2 separate regions of the Gossypium hirsutum genome follow, and region 1 is linked to region 2. Evidence: chromatin contacts called from public Hi-C data. All regions are on one chromosome and are shown on one strand. Each heading gives the region's core, a stretch centred on a gene start, on an enhancer-like site or on the middle of the called end of the contact. The rest is flanking DNA. Distances are from core to core; before and after follow the strand shown. Region 1 holds the start of LOC107952795. Region 2 holds the start of LOC107952810 (WRKY transcription factor 1).

Evidence for each region. Hi-C and Micro-C count contacts between places; a contact is called where the count stands out from the background.
Region 1: a contact with region 2 is called in a Hi-C map of leaf, with 2.2 times the contacts expected there. The contact joins the promoter of LOC107952795 here to the promoter of LOC107952810 in region 2. A contact is called at or near these places in 2 of 34 Hi-C or Micro-C datasets (both in leaf).

Annotation. Positions count from the first base shown.
Region 1 is chrA07:65,383,095-65,389,182 of Gossypium_hirsutum_v2.1, reverse strand. LOC107952795 reads right to left here and starts at 4,226. Exons shown (of 7, transcript XR_005930084.1): 1 at 4,125-4,226; 2 at 3,758-4,001; 3 at 2,092-2,248; 4 at 779-829; 5 at 581-673; 6 at 53-167.
Region 2 is chrA07:64,708,718-64,714,139 of Gossypium_hirsutum_v2.1, reverse strand. LOC107952810 (WRKY transcription factor 1) reads right to left here and starts at 3,990. Exons shown (of 5, transcript XM_016887994.2): 1 at 3,645-3,990; 2 at 2,300-2,864; 3 at 2,045-2,213; 4 at 1,815-1,973; 5 at 854-1,537. The coding sequence starts at 2,864. The coding sequence ends at 1,093. LOC107952809 (scarecrow-like protein 21) reads left to right here. Exons shown (of 1, transcript XM_041116983.1): 1 at 1-771. The coding sequence ends at 652.

The sequences.
Region 1 (6,088 bases), core at 2,977-5,476, 670 kb before region 2:
AATAACTTTTGATAACTTCAGAATTATAAGGACTTCAAGAGAAACTCAATACCCGTTACCGTAAAGGCAAATGAATCAATGTTGCTTTTTTATGTAACACCGTCATCCTAACCAGAATTTCGCATAAGAAAAGCAACTATGAATCCTAGTAAGGCACCTGCGACAACCTGCACATATATATACTTTAGTTACTACAATGCTATGCTTGAATGACTTGTATCTCCCTGGATATTAGAATGCCGAGTACCACCTTATTTAGGTAAAAAAATCTGATATTACAACTATTACTCAATTACGCAACAAAACTTAAACGTTGCACTAATCTCTCAAACTATTGAGTTATTCTGATTAGGAATCTTAGAAAAATAAAGTTATTTATCTTATCTCCATCTTCGGCACTTTTAACTTCTTGCCTTGCCCACAAAGGCATCTATGACATGTTTGGCTTACAAATGCATTGGATATAAAGTAATATACATATGCTAGGAATTGGCATAGTACTAATGAAGTAACAAGCAGTACTTGGAACCAATAAGCAATGGTTATTTTAACTACTTGTGCAGTATAAATAGTAGCAGACCTGGAGTGGAGTATGTCCAAGTAATTCACGCAGGGGCCTCACGCTAGACAATGGGTGTTCAGGAGGGAACTCACACACAATTTGATTCAGCAACTGCCAAAATGGAATGAAAATATCAGAACAGTGTCCCCGGGCATCAGAATATACGTGGCTCAAAGGTGAAAAACTTTGAGTCTATGCATCTAGATTAGGACTTACTTCAGCTTGACGCCCAGCATGAAGTCGGACACCAGATGCATCATACATCACCTGCATGGATTGGAAACTCGTTGACCATACTCCACATATGAATAACTAATAAGCATGTAAATTATTTTTTTATTGAGAACTATTTTCAAGTTAACATTAGAAGTTCAGGGAATTAAAAAAAAAAAATGAGCATCAATGTCAATGCAGTACAAAGATTTTGATAAAAACCTTGACTCCATATTTCAGGCTCTCCCAAAACATGGCCACGTTGGTCTTCCAAACACAGAGCATATGAAAATTGAGGTACTTAACACTAACCTTATAGCATAAAGCTGAATATCAGGTTTTGTCTTCATGCTTTCCTATTCTCTGTTTTTAAGTCATCTAAGCAAGAAGCAAATACCTAAAGTAGCAACAATAGACTCAAATCTACCAGAATTATGATATAATTTACTGCATATACAAACTTCTCTTGAATCGTCCTCCTAAAATATAACTTTAAGCGGATTTTCTAGAAAGCATATTCTTTAAGCAGCTAAAAAGAATCCCAAGCCTCCTAAAAAGCTAAAAGAAAACCATAGGTATTTGGGATAAAGGCTCACTTCACCACTGAACTTATATAACCGCTATTTCATGCTAAGATCCAATTTCATTTAGCTAACAACAGAACTTCGTATCCAGTTTCATTCAAAAATTTACTACAGAACAAAAATACTTGTCAAATATTTACTTTCCAAAATAATTATGAATCAGTCTCAACTTGATACAGACATCAAAAACCAATCTCTTAACATCATTATCACTCAAACTAGTTGGAACAAACTAAAATCTTTTGGAAACAAGATAAAATAAAATAAAAATGTTGCAAAATAAATAAATAAATACCCACAAAGTGCTGTAGAATGTGTCAAGAAGACGTAGGATATGTACTATAATTTGTTAGAATGAAGAATTGCTACGCGACTGCTGAATACAGAAAGGAAAGAGAAGGACAAAGTGTAGCAAAGATTCTCTGGAAGAATGAGAAAAAACCATAGAGATCAACATTGTTAAAGGACATGCTGGCAGCAGTGGTGAGGTCTATAGCCATGGCATCAATAAGAGGGAAAAGGAATGGGAGAGAAAAGAAAATTGAAAGTAGGGACTGCCACCAGCAGTATTCCTGTGCCAACAAGAGTGAAAGGGTTCAAGTGAGAGAGACGTTTGTCTCTGTTTCTTTTCATTAACTATTTTTCTGAATTAGATTGCAAAAGGCTATATTCTCATAAATGTTGTACATGAGAATGTCATAACAAGGAAATGAAAAGTTAGGAAGCACATACAACACATGCCAGAACAACTGCAATAGCAAAAGCCGGTCCTCCCATTCCATCCTGCAAACCTATAGCAACTGCAAGAGCTGTCACAGTTGCAGAGTGTGATGATGGCATCCCACCTGAATCAATCATCCTCTTAGAATCCCATCTCCTTTCTTTAAACCTGAGCATCTAGGAGAAACAAGTTCAAAATTTTGAGCTACTATTCACAAGCCACTGAACTTTCTATTAGAACAAAAATAAAAAAATCTAGTACATTCATGATCAAAAAAGAATAAATATACTAGCTATGCAGGAGAAAAAAAGAACCATGCATATACACTACAAACTTAAAAGTAAAACCCAAAGGCTAAAACAGAACAAACTTTAATTTCCAGAACCAGGGATGTATTTGTAACTTTTACTTCCAAGGGCAGTATAGTGATTCCCCATTAGAGTCCTCTCATGGGTCTTTGTTTAAGTGAAGTCCTCAATCATATTTGATTTGGTGAAGGACTGCTTTAAATTATTACAAAGTCTCTCATATAAAGTTACTAAGGTCATTACTGGCTTCATATCATAAATGTCCACAATGAGACACTATACCTTTAAAGTTATTCCTTGCTATTAATGTTGCCCACATGTTTAACAACTCTTGTCAGCAAGGAGACTCAATAGTTTCTCTAGCCTTACTTCTCTTCGTTTTCCACAATATTTATTTGTGTGAAATACCTACCTGCCCTACTATCCAACTTGTTCCTTCATGGGTGGAAAACTTTAGAAAGAAAATATCTACCTTATAATGGTCCTAACTCCTAATTTCAAGATTGCAAATATCATGAGAATCTATCATCTTGAAAAATGAAGACTCTGGCTTTACTTGCACACAAGGAAGAAAAGCAAGCATGGGAGCCCTTTGATAAGGTTGCAACTGCAGTTTTTGGAATTTATATATAGGAGAGACACTGAAATGAAGGGGGTAAAGAAAAACCTCTAAGCCTAGACCACCAAGATTGTGAGATATGATGAGCTTAAAATGAGATGAAGCATATTCTTGCTTTACAATTCAATTCAAACACGTAAGTACAATACCGAGGGAAAAATAAGATGAGGTATATTCTTGCCTTGAAATTCAATTCAAACCCATAATTACAATACTAAGGGAACCATTATCATATGCTTTCAATGAATCGGAGTCCATTGAAGTTATAGAAGCTAGAAATACAGTACCAGATCCCTTATTCACAATGCAACCAGATAAGGCACGTTGGTAAACATTTTAGTCACCAATGATCAATCATCAAAACTGCCCCTATGAGACATTAAATAAAACAAGTCACCAAAAAAAGAATCAAAACAAGGGTTCCCTAACTAGAGCTAAACAAGTTCTTAGCAGTCAGGGGCAATTGATTAACTAATAAACCAACATTTCTATTTTAAATTCTCACGGTAACTAGTTATGGGTTTTTCTAATGAGCAATTGATGGTTAAAGTGTCTCAAAAGCCCTAACCAAAATCAATGATATTCCAAGATACGAGTTCCCAACTTTCGCTTCAAACAACAATAAAGTAACGATTCGCCAAACTTGCAAAAACTGGAATTTGAATTTAATTGAATTTAGTATATTTAATTAAATGCCCAAGAAAATGAGCAAGAAGAAAGGGGAAATACAGAGATTAAGAAAGAACGAACCAATTGGTAAAGAGTTTGAGAAACTGGGCGAGAGCGAAAGCGAGGAAGGCCGTGAGGAGAGGGAGGTTATTAGGAAGCAGATTCGACGACGGAGACGACGCAAATGATGTCGCTCCATCTCCTCTCAGCGAGCTCGAATCCGCTGCCATCATCACCTCGTTCATATCCTTTTTTAACTTGCCTTCAATAAAAGCTTTGGATCTCTGAGTGTGAGGAAGTCTGGTTGATCTGGATTTGTCAAAGCCTGGCAACCAAAGGCAACAACGATTCAGCGAATTAGCAGCGAAATGAGAAGGAGGAGAAGGTGCAACGATTGTTCCTCAACAAGAATAGGCCCACTTCAGGGCTGGTGTATTTTGGCGCTTACTGTATTGTTTATTGGGATTGAAGGTGGATTAGTGGAGAAGAAACGAAGAAATGATTACTGTTTTTAACTTCGGGTTTGTCGCTTTTTTTTTTTCTTCTAACTCTCTTAACCGGTGTAGGGCTTGGATTGGGATAAATATAAAATTGGTATATGGGTTAAATATAAAATTAGTATTTAAATTTATTCATTTACTCTAAATTGATATTTATAGTTTTTTTTTTTGTTCTAGAATGATATCGAACTTTTTTCTTCTATTATATTGATACTCAAACCTATCACTATACTTTTTTACTGATGTGGCATCGCTGACCACTCACATGGTGCCACATATCATCCTCTTTATACCTTTTTTTTAAATAATTTTCCCTTATTTTCATTTTCCTTTTTAAATAATAACCTAATGACTAAAATAAAGTTGAGAATCTTCGGTATTCTTTATATTTTTAAATTTTCATTTGTTTTATTGCAAATTCTTGCAACTATATTCTCTTTTTTAAGGAGGAGAAGATCGCCATCTCTAGACGTTTTCTTGGTCCCTGTTGACTTAACACAAGTGGATCTTGTCCAAACCTTGGTCGCTTTGTTGTCCGATCTTGTTTCTTGCTTGTCTAACCATGTTTTCTTCTTTCAACGAGGAATTCCCAATCTTTGGTCCAAAATATTGAAAATTTCCCTATGGTTTTGGAGTATTTAAGGGAATCAAGGTCTGGTTCCTCGTCGAACTTGCCACCAATAGCCATATTGTGCTTCCAGGAAGTCTAGTTGTTGTTGTATAGGTCCAAGATACTACTTGATTATTGCCCTCAATCTAGTAAGTTATGGCTTTTTGCTTCAAAGCCATTCAATTTCAAGCCATTTCCACGATTTGAGTGGTTAAGGATCAGTTATCACAGATGGAGATTAAGAACGTCGAATGGAACGAACAACTGCCAACGTTGAAAGCGGCATTGGAAGCAATACTGATAGTGAAAATAAATGAAATCATATTGACGACAAACTATGTTGCACTGTCTGTAAAGAGCAACGTTTACTACCACTGTGTTTAAAATTACTGGCTAAAGCACAATTTAACACTCATTTGAAGAAAATCATGAAAAGGAAAAGATTTGGGTGGGGATTTGTTTTTTACAAATTAAAAAAAAACACTGATTCAAAGAAAAATGTTGAAAACCCAGAACTGGAAATATCAAAAATTAGTTTTTTTCTTAAAAAGCCAAGAAAAAAAAACCCAAGAACCTGACGTCAATTCTTGTTACAGTTGGCCCTTACACTAGGAGATGAATAAGACTGAAGAAGAAATATGAAGAAGATAAGGGTAGGAAAAAGAAAAAAAGGAGAAAAGAAAAAAAATGATGAAAAAGAAAATAGAAATATTGAAATTTTTGAATGTTGTCACCAACAGAATGAGGGAAATAGGGAAAAATTACAGAAACAATGTTTGGAGATATCTGTAAAAATCTCTAATTATCTTGAACCAAAAAAGGTATTTGTTGTCATAAGTGTAGGTCAAAAGAGCAAATTTAAGGAGCGGGACAAATGAAATAAGGTGGAGTGGCATGATGGATGCTGGACCAATACGGACAGAAACACGATAAAGAGCACATCCATGTATACACTTTCGGAGCTAATGGATTAATCCGACAACAATACTTGATTTTTTTTTCTAAGATAAACTTTTGTATAATATTGTATTTCAATATACTCATATGTAGTTTAGGGTTTAATTTTATTTAAATTGACTAAGAAAATAATTCGAACACTTTGAAATTCAAGAAGAGAGGTCAAAAAAGAGCCGGTATCGCTACACAGACCTTCCATGTCGCGACACCACTTATAGGTTCAAGAAATCAAGTAATTCAGCTAGATGTCATGACAAAGCACCTCTGTGTAACATCCCAAAATAGGGCCCAGTCGGAACAGTGGTTTCGGGACTACAAAATCGATGTTGAAATATTTATTTTATG
Region 2 (5,422 bases), core at 2,741-5,240:
AGGCTTAAACATTGTTGCAAAGAGGCTGTCTAAACTTGCAGCGCTTTTTAAAGTGCCATTTGAGTTCAATGCTGCTGCCATGTCTGGTTGTGAGGTTCAACAAGAGCATCTTCAAGTTCAACCTGGAGAGGCTCTAGCTGTAAATTTTGCTTTCATGCTTCACCACATGCCTGATGAGAGTGTGAGCACCGAGAATCATCGTGACCGACTCTTGAGGCTGGTTAAGAGTCTGTCTCCGAAGGTTGTAACCCTAGTTGAGCAGGAATCAAACACAAACACTGCTCCATTCTTCCCAAGGTTCCGTGAGACGTTGAACTATTATACAGCCATGTTTGAATCCATCGATGTGACTCTCCCACGGGAACACAAAGAGCGAATCAACGTGGAGCAGCATTGCCTGGCAAGGGATGTTGTTAACATAATAGCATGTGAGGGGCCGGAGAGAGTGGAACGACATGAACTCATGGGAAAGTGGAGGTCAAGGTTCAGAATGGCAGGGTTCACTCCTTATCCATTAAGTTCCTTGGTGAATGCCACCATAAAAACACTGCTTGAGAACTACTGTGATAGATATAGGCTTGAAGAGAGAGATGGAGGTTTATATCTTGGTTGGATGAATAGGGATTTGGTCGCTTCTTGTGCATGGAGGTGATTTCTTTTTTTGTAACTCTGGCATTCAGCTATGCTTGGATGTCTTTGTTTTAGCTGCCAACAACTTATTTAAGCGTGCATTTCTCATAAATCATAAGTTAGCCTGCTTCTCTGCGGTCATCTCGTTCCATTGTTTCATTCATTCAGTGACACCTAAAACTTGAATAATAATGGAAGACGAAGGTGAAAAATAACTGAGAAATTTCTCAATAAACATTAGCCTATTTTATATTAGATCTTTCCGTAAGATAAAATTCTACATCTTAATCTTGCATTATTTAAACTGGTTGAATAATTTTACACATGGGGGCTGCTTGCCAATATTGATACTCCGAATCAATCATTGCGAATACGAACACCCCGAGAATATGGACATGGACCATCTTATCACTGTCAGCAATACCATTTTTCCATTTTGCTTTGAATTTGCTACTGATCTGCTCATTCTGTATTCTGAGAACTTGATTTACAATGAGAAGTATAGCCAACCACTTCACTCTCTTCATTGTGATCTAACTTTCCACTCCGTTGCTCATTTGACCCACTTTCAGGACCCAATGTAGGTGCATTAACTGTGCTAACATGAACAGTACCACTTACTTCTAACTTAGTTCTTGACTTGCCATTCGATTGTTCGCTCGGTTTATTCTCGGCTCCAGAACTAGAATTAATGGTCTCCCTTTTTTCTACCTTGGTGCCTGATTCACTGTTATGAGCTGCTGAATCAACATTTACGCCAATTATATTGTAAGTAACTGTCCTAGTTGGAGGCAAATCATGGTCATGTTTTCCCTCATATGTAGTTATAACCAATTTTGCATCATGAGATGCCCTCTCCACATGCTTCTTGACAGGGCATCCGGGATTTGAGCACCTGTAATAACTCCTACATCACAAGTGACCGGAGAGTCAACTTCATGCCAAAAGCCGCAGTATGGTTACATATGTAAAGAATGGAAAATTTTCTGAGATCAAAACACATTTAGGTAATATGCACAAGTACTCTCAGCACTAGAGATAAGGAGGCATCTCTACTTATGATAAGAAAACATCTATAGTTGGTATAACAATATGATTACATTTGTTGCCAAAGAGCAGCAATACTATGTAAATTAGACAAAAGTGTTTGAAATGTGTACAAACAAAAATAAGGTGATTCATACCTTGGATTAGGATTGCCTTTAACTAATTTTTGGCCATATTTGCGCCAACGGTACCCATCATTTACGATGTCAACCTCACTTAGTGTCTTAATAATCATAGGTGATTCACTTGTTGGTTTATGCACTGGAGATGCATCAACAATATCGTTCTCTTTCTTCCTGTTTGCATTCAGTGACTGTTAACCGAAGGTTAAGAGGAACAAACACACAAGAAGAATAAACTAAGGTACCTGCGTTTTGAGATGAGATGACCATCATCATTACCAGCAATATTTTGCATCCCATTTGATTTTGAAGATGCACCTTTCAAATCTTCACTAGCAGCAATAGGTAAAGGCTGAGAACTATCCCCTGGCTCAATCAGGCGAGGTGTTTGGATATGTGCACCCAATGACTTGTCTTCAAATATGAGATCAGTTATAAATCAAGCAACTTTTGCTTCATCAGATTAGACAAGTCATAAATGATTAAGATGATTTTCTTACCTTTGATAACAGTTGGAGATGCATTATCTCGTCTCTCTTCAACGACAGAGACAACAAAGCCAACAGCTACAGGTGGGGTCAGCGGCTTTGCATGATCATGCTGACCAAAATAAACAGTGTCAACCATTTTCCCAGCATGTGAATGTTCCAATTGCTTTTTCACTTGGCAGTTTGGATGTGTACATCTGTAATAACTTCGAACAAATTCATTTCCTTTAACAAGTTTCTGCCCGTATTTACGCCAGTTATACCCATCCTCTGAGGCTTTCTCACGTACAATGGGACTGCTCCCATCAATACCAGGCGATGGAGAAGGAGTCAGCGATTGTTTCTTGGATGTCATAGAGTAAGCATTTCCTTGTTGCTGTGACTGTGAAGCATGGATCACAGAAATAGGAAGTGGATTTTCCTTTGATACAAGTGCAAGGGTTCCTCTCCCTTCAACAGATTGTGATGACTGAATTTTACTATCAGAGATCTGTTGCAATGCATGACTTCCAGCATCTCGGCTCTGTACTTTATCCGTACCAACTTCATCCGTTACACACTCCCCTGAAGAAACCATCTGAAGTAAAGAACCTCTTTATCACTTTAGTCACCATTAAAAAGGGCCTTGTATATATACTAAAACAGTATTGTGCCCATGACTTTATAGATATAGGAGAATAAAAAACCAGCTGGAGAACAGCTAGCCACCTTATTAATCATTAGCATTCAATTGCTTAGACTTTTAGAGAATAACCATATCATATATCGCATCAACTTGTGACTGGGCTTCCTCAGTTAAGAATTTCACAATTAACCAAACCTTTGCAGAAAACTTATGCATTTCAATTTCTCTGTATTTCTTTTTCTTTCTTTCTTCTTCTTCTTTTTTTCCTTTTTTCTTTTTTTTTTTTTTGTGTGTGTAGGTCTTCCTTATGTAGAGCATGACGGGAAATAATTCCGAATGCCAAACTAACAATTCCTAATTAAACTACTAAAGAAACGATGAAATTTATGAGGTTAATTTAATATAATATTAATTCGAAAGTTGCTTTATTTATTCACCTGAAAGAATAATTTAAACTGCCCAACTTGCTTGTATGGTTTGATATGGTTAATTTAATATAAGACTAATTAGAAAGTTCCAATTTAATTGAATGAGTATAGTTTTGCAACTTTGTCGCTCTAATACTACGGAGTTTCTCAGCAACCAAAAGTAGAAACAAATTAAGAGCTAAAATCCCCAGAAATACGGCAGCAAACGAAATTAAATTCATTCCATAACAAATAAATTAGGTGGGAGAGGGAGAGAAAGTTAAAACTGAAGAAAATAAAGAGAAAAAAAAAAGAGGAAAGTTACCTAGCTATGCAAGTGTGGAAGAGAGCATCAAGAAACCCTAAACGTAGATCAGGCGCAAAGAGCGTGATTAGAAGAGTCGATGAGAGGCGTAGATCACGCCAGAGATGGTGGTTGGAGCCGGAAAGTGAAAATCGGGGAAGTAAGTAGAGTCAGAGTGGGGGAAATAGCGATTCAGGTTGTTAAAGTCTAATCCCAATAAAATCATTAAAAAAACAAAGGAAAGAAAGAAAAGGCAAGTTAAGCAGAGGCTGGGGGAAAACTAGAATACACGCACTAACACTCATTCGTCTATATATCTGCCTTCCCCTTTTTTGTCTTGAGACGCTGTTATTGCTTGCTTTTCTTTATTTTAGTCAATGCCGCTTGCTCGAATTAATATGTAAGGATAAATTTTTATTTTATTTTTTTTTATTTTAACATTAATATATTTTTTATATTTATTTATAATCCATATTATCTATCTATAATATATAGACAAATTTTTTAACTAAATAATGTAATATTTTTTGTTTATTATATTATCGAGCTAGTTTTCTTATCCAGCAATGCACACATTCAATTATACATATTAATTAAAATATATTAAAATTATTTTATAACTTTATATAAATTTAAATTTATGATTGATATTATAAATAAATTTAAATCATTTATAATTTTACATATTCTTAATTTAATATTTTATTCAATAAAAAATAATATCTTAAATTAATATAACCCATGTGTACCCCTTAAATAATAATAATAATAACAATTTAAAACATTATTTTTTATCAAATAAAAATATCGAATTATAAAATATATAAAAATTATAGATTTATTTATAATGTCAATCATAAAATAAAAATTATACAATATATTTTAATTAATACATACAACTAAGGTCGTACATCATTTTATAATTTCATATAAATCTAATTAATACAAATTTAAAATTTTTAAACTTTTGTACTCATATTGTATTTTTATGATATTTGACAATTTTATAAGTTTTATGAAAATTTTAAATTTTAAAAGCTTGAACACGTAAAAACCTTGAGACTTAAAAAAAATGGTGAATTGAGACTTTAAAATATTAAATCCTATTAACAATAAACTTAGGAAAAATATTTATATCTGAGATGTTTTAATTTTTTTTAATCTATTAACAATAAACATATGAAAAAAAAATATTGGTTACACTAATATTTAAAATTTTATTACCATTCTTTTACAGATTTTAAAATAATATCGACATTTTTAAAAATTATAAAAAAAATAAGATAAAAGTCTAAAATAAAATGTAAAAATAATATTTACAACAATCAATAGTAGTTTAAAAATGGAAAAACTTTTAAGATAATAAAAATAAACATTAAACCATATCAATAATAGTATTAAAAATTTTAAAACTTTTAAACTAATAGTTTGATTGAATTTTAAAAAATATTTGAAAATTGCTTGAATACTCCTTACTAATTTAAAACATGTCAATTCTAATATTAAAAAGTTTTAAAGCAGTTTATCTATCTATCTATATATATATATAATATAATATAATATAATATAATATAATATAAATAGTTCTTAAATTTTCTATTTTATTTATAAAAGTGTAATAACTTTTTTAAACATATATATTTAATTTAAATTTATAAATTTGAATGTTTAAAAAATAATTCAATTGTTAAGGTATTGAAAATTGTTAAAATTTTCAATTTTAAAATAATTTTCAATATTACAAAACAAATAATTAAATGATTTAAAAAATCCTGAAAAATTGAATTAAATTTAAATAT